Linked DNA regions of Mus musculus: region 1 is linked to region 2. The links are chromatin contacts, called in public Hi-C maps. All regions are on one chromosome and are shown on one strand. Each heading gives the region's core, a stretch centred on a gene start, on an enhancer-like site or on the middle of the called end of the contact. The rest is flanking DNA. Distances are from core to core; before and after follow the strand shown. Region 1 overlaps Gm33169 (a long non-coding RNA gene). Region 2 overlaps Zfp704 (zinc finger protein 704).

Evidence for each region. Hi-C and Micro-C count contacts between places; a contact is called where the count stands out from the background.
Region 1: a contact with region 2 is called in a Hi-C map of the G1E-ER4 cell line, with 1.6 times the contacts expected there. The contact joins two enhancer-like sites. A contact is called at or near these places in 1 of 484 Hi-C or Micro-C datasets (the G1E-ER4 cell line), 3 of 115 datasets of contacts at active chromatin or transcription factors (bone marrow-derived macrophages, embryonic stem cells and microglia) and 1 of 9 other capture datasets (adipose tissue).

Annotation. Positions count from the first base shown.
Region 1 is chr3:9,651,499-9,657,491 of GRCm38.p6, forward strand. The region is part of intron 4 of Gm33169 (a long non-coding RNA gene); the gene reads right to left. It also overlaps the pseudogene Gm17806. Among named protein-coding and RNA genes, the nearest start is that of Gm33169, 8.6 kb to the right of the region's middle. Within about 2 kb of position 3,598, at least 40 of the 459 cell types and tissues checked have an H3K27ac peak or open chromatin away from gene starts, as enhancers often do. A contact at or near this core is called in the G1E-ER4 cell line, where this site is marked.
Region 2 is chr3:9,451,903-9,458,350 of GRCm38.p6, forward strand. It overlaps Zfp704 (zinc finger protein 704), which reads right to left. Exons shown (of 9, transcript NM_133218.2): 5 at 362-462. Among named protein-coding and RNA genes, the nearest start is that of C030034L19Rik, 52 kb to the left of the region's middle. Within about 2 kb of position 3,094, at least 12 of the 459 cell types and tissues checked have an H3K27ac peak or open chromatin away from gene starts, as enhancers often do. A contact at or near this core is called in the G1E-ER4 cell line, where this site is marked.

The DNA.
Region 1 (5,993 bases), core at 2,348-4,847, 200 kb after region 2:
CCTTTACTCCATTTAACACCCAGTTTTTCTTTAGTCTCTTTCTCTCCTTGAACACAGGACTTGGCTCCCTTCCACTTCGTGGTGCCCCCTTCTCCTCGAATTATGCTTGTTGTATTTTCCTTGGTCAGTTTGCTCTGGATAAGAGTGACCACTGACAACCACACAACAAAGTCTGTACTGGGTGGTTTCGAGATTTCTTCTGTCATGGGAATTCATCTAAAACCAAAGCTTTAGCCTCAAAACAAAACAAACAAAACAAACAAAAAACCAAAACAAACAAACAAACAAACCTTTGTGGACAAGGGTAAAAAGCAGCCTCATTCTTCACCAAAATACCACAGGAACAGTCTCTAGGTCATGTACTAAAATGCTTCTCTTCTGAAGCCACTTGAACCAGGTCCCTACAGTTCAAATCACCCTCAGCACCAATGTCTCCTATGTTCTTGCTAGAATGGCCCGTTAAGCCCCATTTAAAGCATTCAACTGTTTTTCTATTCCAACATCCCATAATCCACATTTCTCCAAACAGAAGCATGGTCAGGCCTATCACGGCAATACTTGAGTCTCTGGTACCAAGTTCCGTGTGAGGGTTTTATTGCTGTGAAGAGACACCATGACCAAGGCAACTCTTATAAAGGAAAACATTTCATTGGAGCTAACTTAGAGTTTTAGAGGCTTAATCCATTATCATTGTGGCGGGAAGCATGACAGCATGCAGGCAGCCATGGTGCTGGAGAGGTTGCTGAGAGTTCTACATCTTGATCTGCAGGCAGCAGAAGGAGACTGAGACATTAGTCTTTGCTTGACCTTCAAAGCCCACCCGCAGTGACACACTTCCTCCAGCAATGCCATGCCTATTCCAACAAGGCCACACTTCCTAATAGTTCCATTCCCTATAGCCAAGCATTCCTATGGGGGCCATTCCTATTCAAACCACCATATGTCCTCTCTTATCTTGGCTACAAGTCTGCTTGTACAGTGTTCTGAGCACCTGAGCCTCACTCCTATCTGGCAATATAAAGGAACAACAGCCTGCCTGGGGCAGAACATGTTCATGAACCTGAAAAGAATCTCCAGGGAGAACCATAATCAAGAGATGAGTCGCAGCAGGTGTTGGGAGCAGAATGGGGTTAACCTAAAGTCTGCACTCTGGTATTCTGTTCCTTTCTGTAACAGTCTTACCATGGGTTGTGCTGGACCCTGAGCCTTCTGAGGAGAAGGTGGGGTGGACCAGGTGCAGCAGCCAAGAGGCCCAAAAGAGGATGGGTATCTAAAATGGCTGGACTATACAGGGAAGGGCAGCCCAGCCTCTAGGCTGGAGAAGTTTAGGGTAGGAGACGATATGCCATCCATACCCTGTAATGGGACTGAGGGATGCTGGGAGAACCTGGAGGTCAAGTATGATCTGATATGTGAAGGAGGCACCTCACTCATTTGTCCCAGGGTTTGAGAAGAATGAGGTAATGATTTAGAAATGAGGGAATTATTAGAAGCGTTTAGGAAGATTTTATCTTCTGTACTATTGGAATGGGAGAGAGGTTTAAGGGCTCAGCATGAGGAATTGGCCTGGCAGGATGGTTCCATTCAGAAGGTCAAGTCTGAAGCCATGGGGAGCGGGGTGGGGGTGGGGGGTGGGGGGGTCGGGGGGGGGAGCTAGAAGCAGCACTGGGTTCAAGGGCTGACTGACTGAGACTGATGTGAGGTCTCCACAGAGACAGAAGTGGATGGATTCCAGCGCAGGCCTGGGGATCCTGACCAACGGAAGGAGGAACACATGTCCGCCTTGAGCTGTGCGAATGGCAATGGATGAAAAGGGGGATTTTGTAAAATTTAGGGAGTTTAAGCCCATTGGCCTGGATTACTGGCATTTCCGGGTTGAAGAATCAAGAAAGGAGAAAACCAGGGACGAGGAGCTGCTGGCTCTTAAATCTACGTGGACAGTGGTGGAACTGGCCTTGCAAAAGGAACTAGTGGAGGGCATTGGAACCACTCGGACGCTACAGACGAGCCTAGGAGCTGGTGGTGCCTAGCATCCAGGAAGATCAAAGATCTTTCTCTGGCTGCAGCTCCTAGGCCCAGGTCTGCTATACCTTACCCCAAATGACATCATTTCTAAAAGTTCAAAGTTTTCCTCTATGAATGAAGTATTCAAGTTACATAAATCAAATGCAATACAAGAAGTAAGTGTGGAAAAATCATGTTTGTGGGAGTCCCGGAAGGGACAGCATGCCCTGCCCGCTCTGCAGCTGCATCTCACCAGACAAGAGTGGGAAGAGCGCCGGAAGGGGCATCCCGGAAGCTGCTGAGGTGCTGCTGGACTTGGAAGGAGAGCCTGTCAGGCCAGGCGACCCCTGCGAGGACAGTCACCCAAGTTCTAGGAAGTTTATGGCTTAACCGCCCTTCTAATTTTATGTCTCATTTGGGCTTTAAGAGAGACAGACAGACAGAGACACAGAGAAAGACACACAGAGAGACAGACAGACAGACAGCATTCATGGGAGGCTTCATTTATCAGAGGCTATTTGGCTCTTTCCTTGCAGTTTTAGCCTTGTCTGTAACAGGTGCACTAGGGACCATTGTGAATCAGTTGTTTCTGTCACCGCTGTGACAAACACTAGGCAAGAGAGACTTAAAGAAGGAAGGGTTGACTTGGGCTCCGGGTTTGAGGTATACAGATTGTCATGGTGGGGAAAACATGGCAAAGGAGCAGGAGGAGACTGGCCACCCAGTCCACAGTCCAGGAGGATGTGAATAGCACCACTCACTGGGCTGTTGGGTTTAAACCTTTGTATTCCATTCAGGATCTCACAGGATAGAGCACAGATATCCAGGGTGGATCTTTTCAGATCTTTTAAACTTTTCACACTCTCATTAACACAGCCTCTGGGTATGTCTCCTATGTAATTACATATCCGGTGAAGTTGTTGGTGGGTATTAACCATCACACTTGGATGAAAATTCATCTGGACGCTAAAGTCAAGCTTATCTAATGTATCTAATGTATTCACTGTGTCACAGGCTCTATCAAGGGGGAGGGAGGGCTGTGACCCCTCCCCTACTCCCCAGCAGCCTTGCTCGTTATCTCTAGCTTGATTAACGGGAATGATACTCATTTGTAAATGTATTTGGCAAACTTACCCTGCTATTGTTTCCATTATTTTGCAAATTACAGACATTGAGATGAAGGCTCTATAATTTCTCAGTGCTGCCTTTATTCCCGCCTGGGAAACTGGTGTTGCCCTGGCTTGCTTCCACTTTGCTGGTATTTCATTTGAATGCAGCAAATTCTTTATTATGATTAACAAAGACTTCTGCTCCACTCCTCTTTGAATATCAGTCTGCTTGTGGAGATGAGTTGATTGGGAGCCTGCTGTCTACTTGAATCCCTCAAAGACTTTTAAGACAACAGACACCCAAGGATTCCTAAATGACATGTTTTTTTTGCCTGTTCTCCATTTTGAATCTGGGATACATTTAGTAATTTTGCCATTGTCTGGAACTTTTTTTCTCTCTTCTTTCAACTGTCTGTTCCTAAGTGTCTCCTCCACCCTTTACTTAAATGCCTGAAAAATATGCAAATGCTTAGGTTGGGGTGTCTGTGGGGAAGTCCTAGGCAACAAGGGTGCCCACAGAGCTCTCCCAGCCCCTCTCTGACCACTCCCTCTGCACAAGCCACACAAGCTAGACTTCCTCTCCTGCAATGTGAAGATAGCAACCAGAACCCTTTTCTCTAAAACCAGACATAACCCCCCAAAACATGATCCTGCCTTTCCTGACTTTCTGACTAACCACTGCTCCTTGCAAAATGACCTAACCTATCCTGCTAAAACCATTCCAGAAAGGATCCTGCCCTGTGCCTGGAAGGAAGGTGTGCTCCACAGAATTCTGGGAGAATCTGAACAGACAGGCTCTGCTGGCTCTCCCAGCTCCATCTTATTCAATCACACTTCTACCTGAGTGTCTTTATAGAACTGAAGCATAAATTGTGAACCTTATCTTGGTTTTTCAGGTCTTCAACCTGAAGGCTTGTGAGTCACATAAACCTACGATCAATCAAACAACTAACTTACTTTCTTTCTTTCTTTCTTTCTTTCTTTCTTTCTTTCTTTCTTTCTTTCTTTCTTTCTTTCTTTCCTTCTTTCTTTCCAGACAAGGTTTCTCTGTGTAGCCCTGGCTGTCCTGGAACTTGCTTTGTAGACCAGGCTGGCCTCAAACTCGCAGAGATTCACCTGCCTCTGTCTCCTGAGTTTGGGGGGTTAAAGGCGTGCGCCACCACTGCCTGGTTCAAACAGCTTTCTTGTGCCTTGCTCTCACTAACTCCTGTTACGGGAGTGTTGGTCCTTTAAGGATCAGCATCATGTTTCCCTACATGCTCTTCCAACATTAAAAGTATCCCCCATTAAGTTCTTGGGCTTTCCTTTTCTTTACCTACATATCTGTCACGAAGCCTCTTTTTTTTTTTAAACAATATTTTCATAAACAGCCTTGATTCCAGTCTTGTCCACTTATGGGTGGACCATATTGTTCTCCTGCAAAGAGAGGAGTATGTCAGTGGAAGAATGTTTGAAGCCCGCTTCACCACTTGGGGGTACCTCGAATACACAGATGATTTTCTGTAAGCGATGAAGCATCCATTAATTACTGAACCTGAATCACCTTTGTCCAAGCCAGGCTCATTGTGCAGATTCTCATGGAGAGCCTGTCTCCTCCTAAATTCAGGCACATATAGGTGATGGCACATTAAGAATTCTCTCCTGGGCTGGAGAGATGGCTCAGGGGGTAAAAGCGCTGACTGCTCTTCTGAAGGTCCTGAGTTCAAATCCCAGCAACCACATGGTGGCTCACAACCATCCATAATGAGATCTGATGCCCTCTTCTGGTGCTTCTGAAGACAGCTACAGTGTACTTACATATAATAAATAAATAAATCTTAAAAAAAAAAAAAAGAATTCTCTCCAGATCTGGAGGGACCAGGAAGAGTCACCGTGAGGACATACATGGAACAAAGCAAGACGCAGATGACAGGGAGTGGGCAGCAGTCACTGACTGCTCTGTAAGATCTGTGGACAACAGCAACAGTTACTGGAGAGTACAGGAAACTGCCAGTGTGTGTGAAAGGGAACCCCATCAAAGGCAGGCAGCCCATCCAGCTGACACCCGCCACCTCAGATGGAAACCTGCACAGCAACCATTTTACTACACGGCTTTCTGGAAACCAGGAAGTGAGTGCCTTTGGGGAAGGAGGTGAAGGCGACTATCTGGATGGCTGGATAGTGCTCTGTAATGGACCTTACTGGGTGAGAGACAGTTAAGTGAGCTTCAAACATTCTTTCATTGACATACTCCTGTCTTCACAGGAGAACAGTACGATGGACCCGTAAGTGGACAAAAAGAGGTACATGGTGGCCCAGCCAAGTACCTCTTCATTCATACTGGTAAAAGGAAGTTGAACTTGTCTCTCTTTGCTGAGCTTAGCTCCACAGGAAGTTGGCATCATGGATTGTTAACGTGTGATTTCCCCTTCTCCAAAATGATTAAACTAACAAACAAGAAACTGTAAGACCCCTGAAGCTGGGCCTCCCCTCAAGTCCCGGGATGAGCTGGCCAACGCCCCAATGTCCCGAGAGAAAACCACACCTGATGCAAACTGCAAGAGGTTTTATTATCAGCTAGCTGAGGACAAAAGTCCCTCTGCCATCCAGGGCAGGGGAGTTTGACCCTGAGTGGTGACAGTAGGGGGCTTTTAACAGCTGGCTGAGGAATTGGGAGGAGTTGGGAGGAGAGTTGGCTACAGCTCCTTTCTGGCGAGGGGCGGGGGGAGTGAGCTGCAGCCTCCTCTATCTCCATGTCCTTGTAGGTCTTCCTACAATTATCGCATCTCTGGCTGTAAGGCACAGAAACAAAAAGGCTTTTTGCTGGCTATAGAGAACAAAGAGCTTCTTTCTGCCTGCATTTTTAGAGATCAGGGAAAACAAGCTTGGGGAACATCCAGG
Region 2 (6,448 bases), core at 1,844-4,343:
GAGGGCGCGCTGCCTTGCCTTACCCGAGGTGGACAGAGGGCGCGCTGCCTTGCCTTACCCGAGGTGGACAGAGGGCGCGCTGCCTTGCCTTACCCGAGGTGGACAGAGGGCGCGCTGCCTTGCCTTACCCGAGGTGGACAGAGGGCACGCTGCCTTGCCTTACCCGAGGTGGACAGAGGGCGTGCTGCCTTGCCTTACCCGAGATGGCAGAGGGCGCGCTGCCTTACCTTACCCGAGGTGGACAGAGGGCGCGCTGCCTTGCCTTACCCGAGGTGGACAGAGGGCGCGCTGCCTTACCCAAGGTGGCAGAGGGCGCGCTGTCTTGCCTTACCCGAGGTGGACAGAGGGCGCGCTGCCTTACCCGAGGTGGACAGCCCGGATGTGCTTCTGGATGCCGGCAGCTGTGTTCAGCACCTTGCCACAGCTTTTCCAAAGGCATTTGAACATCACCTTCATGGAGTTCTACAGGAAGAGGTAAGGACAACATCACCATGCAAGCAAGTCCATCCAGTCTCCCTCTCGTCCCCACTGCGTGCTATATCCTTTGCTCGCTCTCCATCTTCCTGACAACCGGAATCTCCGCTCTGGGCTTTCCCAGTGGGCAAAGAGCTGGGTGAACCCAGACAACTTCCATTTCTTCCTAAGAACCACTGGGGACACCCTGAAAGTACTTAAACTAAGTGATTAGTGGGGGGAGTGCTGTTCTAAGCAGTTGATCCCCAGAGACCGATGCTGCTAGTGGCCTCCATGCTAAAGAGTTTCAGAGACTCAAGGAGCAAACCTGGGATCTGCTGCAGAAGCCAAACTTTACCCAGCACACAATTACACAACGCTCCTCAGTGAGGGTTTAGCATTTTCCAAATGCCTCCTAGCACAGTGACTGAGCCCACCACGGGCTTCACGAGGCCACCACATGGGCCTGTTCTGACCACCACGGTGTTCTTTTTTTTTCCCCCCACCACAGTGCTATTGATCACAAAACAGGAACTGTAATACAACGTCCTACAGATGAGCGTAAAGCCTCCATGATGCCATGGGCAGGAACCAGCAGAACGGCATCTGGGGTGATCACCCCCTAGAGCAGCTGTCATTGAATTACTGTCATCGTGCCCTGGTCTGCACTTTTACATTTTTGCAGTGCTCAGATGGGTCTCAGCGGCTTGGACAAGCTAAGCAAGCAGTTCCCCTGGAATGAAATTGTGTTCAGTTTGTATGTTTACATGTGTGCATGTGTGTGAGGGGTGTAGTGGTTTGAATGAGAATGCCTCCCTTAGCGTCACAGATTTGAATACTTCGTCACTTAGGAAATGTGGCCGCCACTGAGACTAGGAACTGAGGTTTCAAAAGCCCACATCAGGCCCAGTCTATCTCTGTTTATGAATGAAGATTTAGGACTCAGCTACTTCTGCAGCACCATGTCTGTCTGCATGCTGCCATTCTCTCTGCCATGATGATGATAAAATAACGTCTGAAACTATAAGCAAGCCCCCAATTAAATGCCTTCTCTTCGAAGAGTTGCCTTGGCCATGGTGGCTCTTCACAGCATAGAACGGTGACTGAGACAGAGGTAGTACCTATGCCATGGTTTGCTTGCATGTGGAAGGCAGGAGTCTTGTTTTACCATGTGGGTCCTGGGAATCAAACGCTTGTCTTCAGGCCCAGGTGGGCAAGTTACCTTACCTGCTGAGCTGTGTCTACTGCCTGTAGACTAAAGTATCATAACATTAAAACACTTGATTAATTTATAGCCTTTGCTGCAGTCATGCAACACGCAAGATAACTCAATCTGGAATAACTCAGCAATAGTTTTCCTTTTTGTGGCTGTATTACTGTGTGAGGGGACATGGGTATGTGCACAGGAAGACATGCGAGCAGAGGACAGAGCACAGCCTTGGGGGCTGCTTCTCAGGCATCACCCACCTGATTGTTTGATGCAAGGTCTTTCAGTACTTAGAACTTTCCATGAATACTAGGCTGGTCGGCCAGCAAGCCCCCCAGGAGCTGCTGGTACCCACCTCAGCACTGGGGTTACAAGTGTATGCAGTTGAGCCTAGCTTTTATACACTGTTTACACATGGGGACTAAGCTAAAGTCCTCCTAAGCACATCACCAGCTGAGCTACCTTCTCTGCCCAGCAAACAGTTTCCAAACAACAATGATCACAATTAATTCAATACTAAAAGCAGAGTAATTCTGAAGTGTCTCTGGGAACCCTTACCCATGGGGTATTGCCTAACTTCACTGTAGGCTTTGTTCTCAACATACACATAAACACCCCACATATACACTACACACACACACACACACACACACACACACATACACCACACACACATACACACCATACACACCATACACACATACCACACATACACACACACACCACATACATACACACCAGACACACATACCATACATACACACCACACACACACATACACAACATATACATCACACACAGATATACACCATACACACACACACACACACACACACACACCACACATACATACATACATCTCTCTCTCACTCTCACACACACACACCAGACACATACACACTCTGTATAGCACATGTTGTTACGCCACCCAATGCCTATACCCCTGAACATCTGGATTCAGCTTTGAAGCCTACTATATGTTATAATTGCAGTGTTTTACAGTACATAGAAAGTTTTCTGCTCTTATAGAAACATACATGGCTTAATTATATAAAACAAAATTTTCTTATTCTCATTCCTCAGCATGTAAGTATCAAATCCTGTGTCTTTTGATTATACTATGCCAAAGCATTTGACGACTGCGGCTCTCAGGTCTTATCAGCTGATGGCAGTTAATACAGGCACTGATAATGGGCCAAAGTGTCTGTGCTTTGCTCAGCCAAAAGTCAGGCATCGATTTTACACCCCTCCTCCATGACGCTCAGGGACCATCTCTGAGGTGGGAGGGGGAAAGGCTGTACAGCCAGAGGCTGGGGAGGACCACAGCTAAACAGTGTCTTCTGATCGTGACAACACTGTGCGCTCACCAAGTTAGAGCTGTGAGGCTGCTGTAGAGGATGTGCCCAAGCTCAAGCCAGTCAGCACTGCCAAGTGAGTGGGATCCTGTCTCTAGCAGAGAAGCTACTGAGAGTGGCAGGCTGCTGGACGAGGGGGAGTCTGTGGCTGCTGGCTGGTGCAACCACACAAGAGTAGATGGCCCCACACCCATGCAAATTTGGGCAAAGCTAATTAGACTCAATGGGTTAAAAAAAATTCTGAATGACTACAAGCCGCAGACCAAGTCTTCACACATAAGCTTCTTGGAAAAGGGTGTGTGTAGACAGGGTGAGAACATCACACTCAAGCTGTAGCATACATGCAAAAAGATAGTCATCATACCAATCTTTAGGTTGGTAATGGGGCTTAGCTAAGTTAATCCCTGTGGCTGTTTAAGAGTGAAAATGGCCCCCATTGGGTCAGGTGTTTGAATACTTGGTTTCTCAGTTGATTGAGCTGTTAGGATAGGCTGAGGAGGTGTGGTGGTTTAAATCCGTTGGCTCATGGGAAGTGGCATTATTAGGAGGGGTGGCCTTGCTGGAGGAAGTGCATCACTGTGGGGGTGGGCTCTGAAGCTCTGCCCAGTGCAGAAGACTCAGTCTCCCAACTGCTTTCCGATCAAGATGTAGAACTGTTGGCTCCTCCTGCACCGTGCCTGCCTGGATGTTACCACGCTCCTGCCTTGATGATAATGGACTGAGCCTCTGAACCCGTAAGCAGGCCCAATTAAATGCTGTTCTTGGAAGAGTTGCCTTGTCAGTAGAAGAGATGTGCTTAATCCTGTAGAGACCTGATGACCCAGGGAGGAGGGACACTGGAGGGGGGCATCCTCTCATAGGCGAAGAGGAGGGGTTGGGGGGAAGAACTCTGGGAGGGGGCAACATTTGGGATGTAAATAAAATAATTAATAAATAATAATATAATTATTAATAATGAACAAACAAACAAAGAAGAGTTGCCTTGGTCATAGTGTCTGTTGACAGCAGTAAACCCTAAGATAGGAGGTATAGTCCCAGTGGAGGAAGTATGCCAGTGGGAGGGGGGGGGTTGAGTCTTCAAAGCCTGGTGCTCTCTCTCTCTCTGTTTTGTGCTGTGATTGAAAATGTGAGCTCGCAGTTTCTTGCCCCTCCCTTTATATTCACTATCATGGACCCAACTCTGCAGTAAGCTGCCTTAGTCATGGTGTTTCATCACAGCAAGAGAAAAGCAGCTGACACCATCCCATATACACTGAGTATGCTAAAAAGCAGCTGATACCATTCCTATACACTGAGCATGCTAAAAATGAAGCTACAATATATTTTTCATTCTTTAATTTCTTTTTGAAAATAATCTATTCTTCTTTATCCACGTGGACTTGTCTGTGTGTGCTATGGCTGTGCAGGGCCCGATGAAGCCAGAATGCACTGATCTCCTGCAGCCGCAGCAGCTGCAGCTGTGCGCTCTGATTCTGGTGCTTAGAACAGAACCCAGCACTTAGTGCTCGTGACTGCAGGGTCACCTCTCTGGCCCAGTACTTTCTTTTTTTTTCCAATTAACTTTACTTTGTGGGACTGAGCAGGCGACCTCATCAGTTCATAAGCTTACACGGCTGAAGAGAATTTGCCCTGCTTGGCTCTGCAGGCCATCCTGCTCTGACCTCTTATCCCACTCGGTGCCCACGTGAGGCCCAGGGTACAATCAAGGGCTCAGGCCCACCGGCTTGTGGTGGGTGTGGCCAATGGGAGGTGATGTCAGAATGCAGAAGGGTGGAGAAAATCCCGATTCCCTTCTCCTGGCCACACCTGTGTGTGGTTATTGTTTTCTTCTAGAGCTGCATTTCTTCTAGAGCTCTGGTTATTCCAAGGTTCTGGGAGTCCCTCTGGTCCGGCGCTTCCTCAGGCTGTGGTGGGGGGGATGGGCTTAGATTCTGGGTTCTCCCACCATGCCTGCTCACTCCCTTTGTAAGACTAAACTTTAAGGCTACCTGAGTGTACCATGGCCCTCTGCCAGAACTTGAACAATTAAGAACACATATTATCAAAGAACATAAATAATATTTCTGTGGGAGAGAGGAAGTGAAAATGTGATGTTTATAGTTATTTGTAAGTTTTTTTAAATACTAAAATTTATTTTTTAAATTTTTTATTAATTAAATGAATTTTATACATCAAACATATTAATAATATTGAGTATTTTGAGAATCAAATAATACACATAAACTTTGTTCAACTTTTACAAAAATTCATATCCTTTCATACCCTAAAAATATCATTAATGAATATGTAATACTATCCATAACTGAGGATCCTATATCTAATGTGGAATACTAAATTGTTTCAAAACATACAAGATATCCTTTGGAAATTAAGCATAGTAAAGGAGCATAAAATATTAAAAATGAATCATTAAGAAATACATTCAATGGGGCTGGCGAGATGGCTCAGTGGTTAAGAGCGCCAACTGCTCTTCTGAAGGTCCCGAGTTCAAATCCCAGCAACCACATGGTGGCTCACAACCATCTGTAACGAAATCTGACGCCCTCTTCTGGAGTGTCTGAAGACAGCTACAGTGTACTTACATATAATAAATAAATAAATCTTTTTTTAAAAAAAATAAGAAAGAAATACATTCAAAAGCCCTTATATGATACCCCTGACATAGTGAGAGAGTATTTAAAATACATTATATTTCTGTGTATATTGTCTAACAATCAGTTTACTTAAAAAAGATTACCAGCATTTCTAGGAGAGATTTTATCAGTAATAAATTTTAAAAATTTCAAAATAGCAAAAATTCTTTGAAGTTAAAAACATTAAGAAAATAATAATTTCAAGCAGTGAGAAAAAGTATCAATAATGTTTCCATATTTATAGAACATGATTATATTTTCAACTGTTAATGTTCATCAAACAGAAAAATTATTTTAACATGTATTTCATTGTTATATCTCCCTTTTCATTTTTGATTTTGTTAATTAGGATGCTGTCCCTGTGCCCTCTAGTTAGTTTAGCTAAGGGTTTATCTATCTTGTTGATTTTCTCAAAGAACCACCTCCTGGTTTGGTTGATTCTTCGAATAGTTCTTTTTGTTTCCAATTGGTTGATTTCAGTCCTGAGTTTGATTATTTCCTGCTTTCTAGTCCTCTTGGGTGAATTTGCCTCTTTTTGTTCTAGAGCTTCTAGGTGTGCTGTCAAGCTGCTAGTGTGTGCTCTCTCTAGTTTCTTTTTGGAGGCACTCAGAGCTATGAGTTTTCCTCTTACCACTGCTTTTATTGTATCCCATAAGTTTTGGTATGTTGTCTTCATTTTCATTAAATTCTAAAAAGTCTTTAAATTTTTTCTTTATGTCTTCCTTGGCCAAGTTATCATTGAGTAGAGCATTGCTCAGCTTCCATGTGTATGTGGGCTTTCTGTTCGTTGTTTTTGTTGA